Regions from separate parts of the Mus musculus genome. Here region 2 is linked to region 1. Evidence: chromatin contacts called from public HiChIP or PLAC-seq data. All regions are on one chromosome and are shown on one strand. Each heading gives the region's core, a stretch centred on a gene start, on an enhancer-like site or on the middle of the called end of the contact. The rest is flanking DNA. Distances are from core to core; before and after follow the strand shown. Region 1 overlaps Prkch (protein kinase C, eta). Region 2 overlaps Gm34613 (a long non-coding RNA gene).

The links. HiChIP or PLAC-seq counts read pairs in DNA pulled down with a chosen protein or histone mark.
Region 2: an H3K27ac HiChIP or PLAC-seq map of oligodendrocyte precursor cells shows a contact between it and region 1, with 5 times the contacts expected there. The contact joins two enhancer-like sites. A contact is called at or near these places in 2 of 39 promoter capture datasets (embryonic stem cells and hippocampal neurons) and 1 of 115 datasets of contacts at active chromatin or transcription factors (oligodendrocyte precursor cells).

What each region holds. Positions count from the first base shown.
Region 1 is chr12:73,732,977-73,737,469 of GRCm38.p6, forward strand. The region is part of intron 10 of Prkch (protein kinase C, eta); the gene reads left to right. Among named protein-coding and RNA genes, the nearest start is that of Gm34189, 47 kb to the right of the region's middle. Within about 2 kb of position 3,130, at least 18 of the 459 cell types and tissues checked have an H3K27ac peak or open chromatin away from gene starts, as enhancers often do. A contact at or near this core is called in oligodendrocyte precursor cells, where this site is marked.
Region 2 is chr12:75,422,779-75,426,934 of GRCm38.p6, forward strand. It overlaps Gm34613 (a long non-coding RNA gene), which reads left to right. Exons shown (of 4, transcript XR_381695.3): 4 at 1-30. Among named protein-coding and RNA genes, the nearest start is that of Gphb5, 8.1 kb to the left of the region's middle. Within about 2 kb of position 1,758, at least 26 of the 459 cell types and tissues checked have an H3K27ac peak or open chromatin away from gene starts, as enhancers often do. A contact at or near this core is called in oligodendrocyte precursor cells, where this site is marked.

The DNA.
Region 1 (4,493 bases), core at 1,880-4,379:
ACACTGAGGGTTTACTGTCTCCTCTGTGAACAGGTTCAAACCTGCCAAAGGCTATCCGAGTTCCCTTCTGACTGATTTACGTGTGTGTTCACAGCTCTTCTTTCCCCTCTGCGAGAATCAGGTTGTGTAATTCAGAAGGCTAAAAAATAACAGAGCAGAAATAAGTCAGAGACGTTAGCTGAGGTCCTCCACCTCTGCCAGGAAGGTGCCCACAGGCTGGAGACCTCTGTGAGGTCTTTGTTTCTCCCTCTGCAGATCCCCGGCCACTCCAAGAAGCCTGCGTGTGCTGTTGGGTTCCAGCAGCATTTAAGAAGTAAAACCCTGTTCTCCACAGCTTATTCCTGTAAACTAGGAAGTTTGTCCTCACAGGCCAGGTTCCCAGCATTTCCTGGCATCTCAGCCTTGGCAGCAGGCTTGGGAAAACTGGGATGTTTTATGGCCGGGAGGCTGAGGCATGATGGCTGTGTGTTTGCCGCCCAGTGTGTCTGAGGGCTGCCCAGCTTCCTTCAGTCTGCCACGGTGACTGTGTTCATATTCTGGTTTTATAACAAGAAAGAGGGAAAGTTGGGCTCAGCGTCAGGGATGTTGTCAGAGTCATCGGCCAGGAGGGGTGCCCCGTGCTAGACGTTGTGGCTTTATCTCTGTAGTTCAGGTGCTGGGATTCAAACCTGAGACCTCAGGAGCACTAAGAGTGTGCTCCCACACTGAACTATACCTTAGCCTACGACCTTGGTTTTCTTAATTCTGAAACATAAGACTTACTGTTAGAAGCTCACAGTACTGTGTTTTGTAAGGATGAAAATGTGTCGGAGATGAAGATGAGGCATAGCTAACGCACCAGTCTATGCAATAGAAGAATTGAGCAGTGCTTCTAGTTTTGGAAGAGTGTGGCTGAGCTTATCCAGGCAAGGGACAGCTCAGACCCTGTGCTGTCGTTTATCCCGGACAGTCCCCAGTTCACTCTCAGAGGCTCGGTTTAGATAGAACATTTGCCACCACCTATGAAGAGGTGCCTGTCTTCTACTCTCCTCCCCAAGATACAAAGCCAAAGGGAAAAGGATTCTTTCAGATGTGGGGTGGGGGATCCCCTGAGTGGGGGAGACTCCCCTCCGTATCTCTCTCTTAGACTGTTCTTCCCCAGTCCATGAGTAGTAGGTTCAGCCCCTTTCTGGGGGATATCGGTATTAAGTCCCATGCATAGAGTATTTGCATGTCACCCATACAAATCCTCCCATTTACTTTAAATCCATCTCTACGTGGTATTTCAAAGCGAAATAGCAGGGGAAAAGTCTATCCATGTTCATTCCAGAGAGAACTCTTGTTCCTGAGTGTTGTGACCCATGGCTACAAATCCACAGGTGCAGAGGCTTGACTTTATTTGCACGAGGTATACATTTATCTGTGCTTGCAACTTTGAATTCATTATTTATCTATTCATCCACCCATTCATTCAACAGTATTCACTGAAACCTACTGTGGACTTGGGAATGCACCTGTGACCAAGATAGGTCATCTCTCCAGGGATCTAGATCCTTGTATAAAACCATAAAGAAGTAAAAGTAATGACTAGAGTAGAAAGAAATGGTTCTTGTTTGCAACTTTGTTTCCTCGAGCTAAAGGAGGAGAAGTGACAGACAAAAAACCCTCCATGCTTTTCATTATTTATCGTCTAAAGTATTTCTTAGCCGGTTCAGACTGCTATAATAAAATACCACGGTCTGATGTATACACAACAGACGCGTCCTTCTCACAAGTCTAAAGTGCGGGAAGTTTAAGATCAAGATGCGGGTCTATTGATGTCTTGTGGGAGTTTTTTTTTTTTTTTTTCTGGTGTATAGGAATGAAGCAGCCAGTGAGCACTCCCTCTGCAGTCCCCTTGATAAGGACACTGTCTCCGAGGGGGCATGCCCAGTGCACATGGGTATATGCATAGGCACACACAATAAATAAATAAATAAATAAATAAATAAATAAATGTAATAATTTTTTAATTTCAGTAGATCTCGGTTGGGGGGGGGGTGTCTCAGAAACTAGGGCAGTGCTAGAATTTTCCAGTGTACTGAGTGTTTTCCACCTGGTTGGAAACATTGAACTCTCTATGTCTGGGCAGAAAGACTGCTCAAGGAGAACCAGTGGGTAATCTAAGCACTTGGGGAAACAGTAGGATCCTGTCTTTCCTCGTGGCATTTCTATGCGTGGGAGTGGCTTCCTATACCCCAGCCTAGGCCAAGGGGAGCACTGTCCCCATTCACTTGGTTTGCTAGCCCGAAGTGCTACCCCTGCTCCAGCTAAGTTTGCAATTCCTAGGTGAGCCTTCTCCAGGAGAGCTCTTCTTCCATGTCTCCCTAGCCAGTCTGTGCCTCCCACCCTCCCAGGAAGCTTATTTTCACTGTCAGCAAACTCAGAGATGTGGAGTCCATCTTCTTCACAGCCCCTACGAAGGAGAGAAGGCTTTGTTAACTGGCTGACATCCCCTATTCCCAGACTAAGAGGAAAGAAGATATAAGGGGAATCCTTCCATCCTTCACACAGTGGCTCTTCCTCAATAGGCATTTGATGAAATAGTAGTAACAGTTCCTACTGGTGGAGGCCTTCGGAGAGGCCTCTTACAAATCACTGGTGTTTAAGTGAAACTACTGCCTCTGTTCTTTTTGGAGATCACACACATCCTCACCCCCTCCTCTCCCCCTCCCCCTCCCCCTCCCCCTCTCCCTCTCCCTCTCCCTCCCTTCCCCCTCCCCCTCTCCCTCTCCCTCTTCCTCTCCTGTGCACTGCCTACATTTCCCTGCTAAGGTCTTCTTTCCTGTTACACCAGAAACAAACAAACAAATAGAGAAAAGACTACAACCGACTAGTGGGCTCTGCACAGCATAGGAAACAGTCACCCTCCTGCTATGTGGATGTAATTTGTCCCCTCCAAAACCTGTCTTGGAGTTCAGCGTCTGATGTAACAGTGTTGAAAGACTCTAAGAAATGATTAGGCTGGTGCGGCGCACACACCTTGAATGCTGGCACTCAGGAGACAGAGGTGAATGACTTCTAAGGTGGCTGATCTACACAGTGAGCGCTGGTCTGGCCAGGGTTGCACAGTAAGACCTTGTCTCAAAGACACAGGGGAGGCCCTTAGGACATAAAGAGAGGTTGATAGAGTTCTTAACAGACTGAATTTGTTGTTGCAGGGACACACAGTGGCCCCTTGTTCTCTGTGTCTTCTGCACCTGGCATCTGCCTTGGCCTTTCTGCTGTGCCCTGGTAGCACAGGGACCTTGCCACATGTGTCTGTCCAGTCTTAGACTTTCAGCTTCATAATCACAAGCTGAATAAACGCTTTTCTTTTATACATTGTCCTAGCCTCGGGTGTTCTGTTATAACAGCAAAGGACAGACTAAAACATCTGGACCCTTATGTGTATCATAGCAGTATTCATGTCAACCAAAATATTGAAATAACCTAAATGTCCATCAACCAATGGATGAAGGGAATTTGCCTTGGAACACGACTTAGCTTTTTAAGAGGAGGAGGGAAACGCTGTCCTTTATAGCGGTGAAGATGGTCCTAAGGGATATGGCACTAATTCAGGCAAGCCGGACAAAGGAGGACAAACAGCATGATTTCATTTAACTGTGTGATCCCAAAGAGTCAGGCCCATAGAAGCAGAGTAGCCTTGTGGGTGCCAGCATCTAGAGGGAGGTGCTGAACAAAGTGTTCAGAGTTTCGGTAATGAGAGAGAAATAAATTCCAGAAGTCCGTCCTACAGCACGGGGATTGATAACAAACAACGTGTGATGGTTTCTCAGTTTGCTTACGAGGGCTCATCTTGTGTTGTGTTGAGTACTCTGAGCACAGAAGGAGGGGAAGTGCAGCAATTTTGGAGATAATGGGTGTTTAATGCATCAGTTGTAGTGATGACTACATGGATGGGTACTTAACCAAACATACCAAATTGTATGTGCTAAGTATTTGCATCTTTTGGGGTCAATCATACCTCAATAACTTAAAAAAAAAAGAAGTCTCCTCTTTGGTCCTTCATCTTTTAACACAGTTATTGAAAAGAGGAATGTGTTGAAAGACCAGTGTCTCTGGTTCCAAGAATCGCCAGTGCTGATGGTTTTTAACTTATTCCGTATAACAGCACTGGCAGCTGACACAACCTTTTGAACTTCCCTATTTCTGAGGCACTAAAAGAGAGGGATGAAGCAGAAGGGCGAGAGCAGCTCAGGTTGGAGTCATGTTTCCTAGGTAGCAATACAAGTCTACCTAGGTAGCAATGTCTCCTCTTGGGATACAGTGATGGAGGGTAGACTGGCCACTGATATCATCAAGACCCAAGCAACAGTGGAAGAGAAAGAGAAGGTAGACTCTAGTCAGTAACATGTCTGACTGGTGGAGGTGCACACTTTTCCTTTCTGTGAGACATCAGTCTTGTGTGTGCAGGAGGAAGCTGGAAGCTGCTAGCTGTGTCTAGCAGCCTCTGTTGCTGCCTCTGGGAAGCC
Region 2 (4,156 bases), core at 508-3,007, 1.7 Mb after region 1:
GCAGAGGACCAAGATTTTGGTTGCCAGCACTCACATGGAGACTCACAACCACCTGTTAACTCTAGTTCCAGATGATCCAGTGCCCTCTTCTGACCTCCTTGGGCATCAGGCATGCACATAGCACACAAATGTATATACAAGCAAAACACGCATACACATAAAATAAAAACTATTTTTTTAGATGCCCGCAACTCCTCTTGAGATGTCTGTCATGTCATCTGTGAGATTACAGGTTTAGACTATCATGACCTTCTTGGTTTATTGTTTTGAAAGAAGGTGGGGGAGGGGAGGGGGACCTTTGGGAGTTGATTACTGAAGGCTCCAAGGTAGAGACTTCAAGCTTGAATCTTTATTTTATACGAAGAGGAGAAACCCAGAAGACACCTGTGCACGTGCACCACCTGTCTCCAGCTCTGGACGCTTTGTCATCTCAAGACTGTCACTGAGAAAGCCATCACCAGATGTAGTCCTTAATCTTATGGTTCCAGAACACAATCATAATGACCCTCTTTCTTTATAAGCTTATCCATCTGTGGACTCAACACCTTCTGATCTCTTCTGGCTTGGGGCAAAGATGTGAGTACATACAGACAAACACACAGACACACTTACACATAAAAAAAAATCGAATAAATACATCTTCTTTCAAAGATTTGATCAAAGTATGCTTCCACATTGCTTTTCAGGGTGCCTGCTCCTTGATGTGTAAGTAAAGAATGGCATTATCCTTTCCTTCCTGGGAAATGTGTCATGTACCCCTTCCCCCAAATTAAAAACTGCCACTAAAATGCTGCACCATGCCAAGAAATATTAGGCATATCCTGATTTCAAAGTTATTAAATGTCACAGGGTGGGTGCAAAGGAATCTTAGACTAGAAGAGGCAAATCTGGGGGTGGGGGCTGTGAGGTCTTAGCAGCATTCAGAAGCAGAGTCCTGGGGGGGGTGGGGCTCAACTTTCTTCTCTAGTTATCATTGGTGCTTTGATCTGACACCAAAATTAATATGCTTTTTCAGTCCAAGAAGCAGATAAGGTTGAAGGTTCCATTTAACCGTTAAGGACCAGTTTACCATTGCTGGAAAGTCAGTATACTGTAAGTTTATGTGACTAGTCAAGCTGCCGAAGCCAGCCACCACATTCTGGTTCATATTACTCCACAGGGACTAAGCTGACTGCTCTGTCACTTGGAAAGACATCCTAGGAGGTTAGGAGCATCCCTGCCTCACCGTGGCTCCCTCTGCTCTCTCAGAATGCACATTCTCTGCCCGAGGGTCAAAGTAATTACTGCCATGCGTCCCGTGGGTGATTTAAAAGCCACAAATGAAATTACATGTTTTAAGGAACTAATAGAATCAATCACTTTCTACAAACAGATACGAGCCAGGGCAGTCTCAGCCCTTACAAAGTTGGAGATTGCTTTTCCTATCTCTTATTTGTGAGGAAGGAAACTTCTGGGCTCACAAATGAAGATGAATAGGGGAAGACTTTCAGAAGAAATTAATTTTATTGGAAAGTCAATTCTTCTTCTGACAACACTAGATATTTGTGGGACAGCTCTTGGTGTTATTGACTCAAAGAGATAACATTTGTCCTAGATGATGGTGCCGTTGCTATGGTGACTTCTTTTAACAAGACTAAAAATAATGAAGCCTGTGTCTAACTTTGCTAGGACAAGCCAAGCCTTTCTCAGAACCATCTGAAAGAAGTATCTGTCGGCTGCCACAGATTTATTTTGAATTAAGGGGCACGTCATTTAGGGACTGAATTGTTTTTATTTCCGCCTGACTCCGCCACTTCTGGATATCGTGGTTCTGCAGGGCATAGCAGGCACATGTCTAACCAAGAGGAAAAAAGATGAGTTTCATGAGTCACAAAGAAGCTTTCTTTATTGCAAGTGCATCCTGTATTCTCCTTGGAACGGGTCCACAAGGCTTCTGGGTCCTCAAGCCAGAAGGGTAATTCCACAAGGAGTCTCACAGACAATGGCAAGATTGTTGTTAGCTACGCTTGGATGCAATAGAACTCTACTTGGTAGATATCGACTGTATGCAGAAAGGACTCCTGCTCTTGGCCCCATAGTCTTCAAGGATGTGACTATGTGTGAAGAAGGGAAGAGGAGAGCCTGACTTCTCTGCACAGCACTCATTATACCACTTCACAGGTGCGAAGCAAGAGCCTACTATGTGCCAGTCACTTTCTCCCTTCCTCAACTCACATGTATGAATCAAGCACCTATTGTATGACAGGTTCTTCCCACTTCCTCAATTCACAGGTATGAATCAAGCACCTACTATGTGTCAGGAACTTTCTCCCTTTCTCTTTCCTTCTCTTCCTTCCATGTTTTGTTGAGCGCCCCCTAAGTGTTATAGTTACAGTAACCACATACAGTGTAGTTGTGAATAAAGCTGGGAACCTGATGATGTGCAGTCGTTCCTTGGGATTGAAACACTCCCTTCTGGAGGGACCAAGGAGGTTGCCAGATTCATGAAACTCATGAGAAACTTTATAGACTCAGGAAACACACAAAGCTTACAAGACTCTCAAGTCCCCTTCCCAGGTTAGTTAGTCTGGGAAATGTAAGAAATGCACAGGGAATGGCTGGATTACAGTTATTAAGCAGTTGTAGAGACAAGTCTTTGTTTAAATAAAGTTTTCAAGAAAACGCATTGAGCATGACTCATAATTTACCCTTATAGATTCCGTACCAAAAAGGAAAAAAAAAAAACCATTCTAAGAACTGGAATTGCCACATGGAATTAAAATCCGACTGGACAGACTGCGGGATAGCATCTTAGTTTTGCACCGTCCACACACTGACCCGCCGTGTGTACCTGTGGAAGAGGACCTGTCACTCCAGATTCCTCTCATTTGTTTATTAGAGGTGTTTTTATGAATGAATTTAGATCTTTCCAGATTTGAGATCCAGTGATATTTCCCTCCTCTTTTCCTTTTCTCGCTTTCAGCTGCACTCTGGACCTTTTTCATATTAATTTGTTGGAATAGTTTTATATTAAGAATCTAGTCATCTGGATACTACTATATAAGCCAACCCTCTCTAGCCTCTGTGGACACCCCCGCATGTGTTCTATGTGTGCATACACACACATAGCCTCATACAATACATATAAATAAAAGCACAACGTTTTTTAAAAAGACAAACATAAAATGCCGCGGGAGGTGACAGAGGAAAAGGGTCGCTTCACCCCAGGCAAAGACTATGTGTAATCAGGGTCTTTTTCCTGTTCATTGCTATATCCCCAGGGATTGCAGCACTGTCTGGGTGACTAATTAATTACTGAAACCATCTGTTGAATGAGTCACTAAAGACACAGCAGAGAGCATGATGAGGCTCTGGTTCCTCACAGCTTGGAACAGTGCTAGGGTAGAATCCTAGAGGTCGGGGCAGCAGGCAGGATGGGGCTGGGTGCTGCAGGAGACCCTATGGAGCACAGTGAGGGGACGGACTGGACCATCAGGAATAGGTGACTCCACCGCCAGCTTCAGCTGATAGATACCATTCAGGCTGCACCCCATGAAGCTGAGACATTGACAAAGAAGTGCATGGACATGTTGGGGTTCCTGGTAACCACACTATAGAGGTGAAATGAGAAGAAGAGAGTAATTCCAGTAACTGACCTAGTTGCCAAAGTACCAGAAATAGAATAGAATTTATGCTAGTGTGTTAATATGTAATCGTTGATGAATGCTGGTGTTCTGGTAGGTTGTGGGGTTTTGTTTGTTTGTTTGTTTTGTTTTGTTTTCATGCTAAGGTCTGAGACCCTATAATTCATAGAACACCACATTCAAACTCACCATAGCTCAAGGGCTCAGAGCAACATGGGGGGCAATCATGGTTGGGTGGTGTCCAGAGAGTTTAGTTCTGTCTAAATCCTCTTGCTGTGTCTTACTTACTGAAGTTCAAAGATGTTAACGGAATTAGCCATGATGACTTGAAACTAGGAAGGAGACTTTTTGAGAAAAACAGTGTCAGCAGAGGAGCGGGTGAGGAGTTAGTGGGGGTGAAAACAACTAAAATTCACTACACCCATAAAACTGTCAAAGAACTTTATTTAATAAAAAAAAAAAAACTGTAAAAGACAAAAAGCCAAGTTCTCAGCAGCTGAGCCTAGGTCAATAGCACACAAATGTCTCTAAGT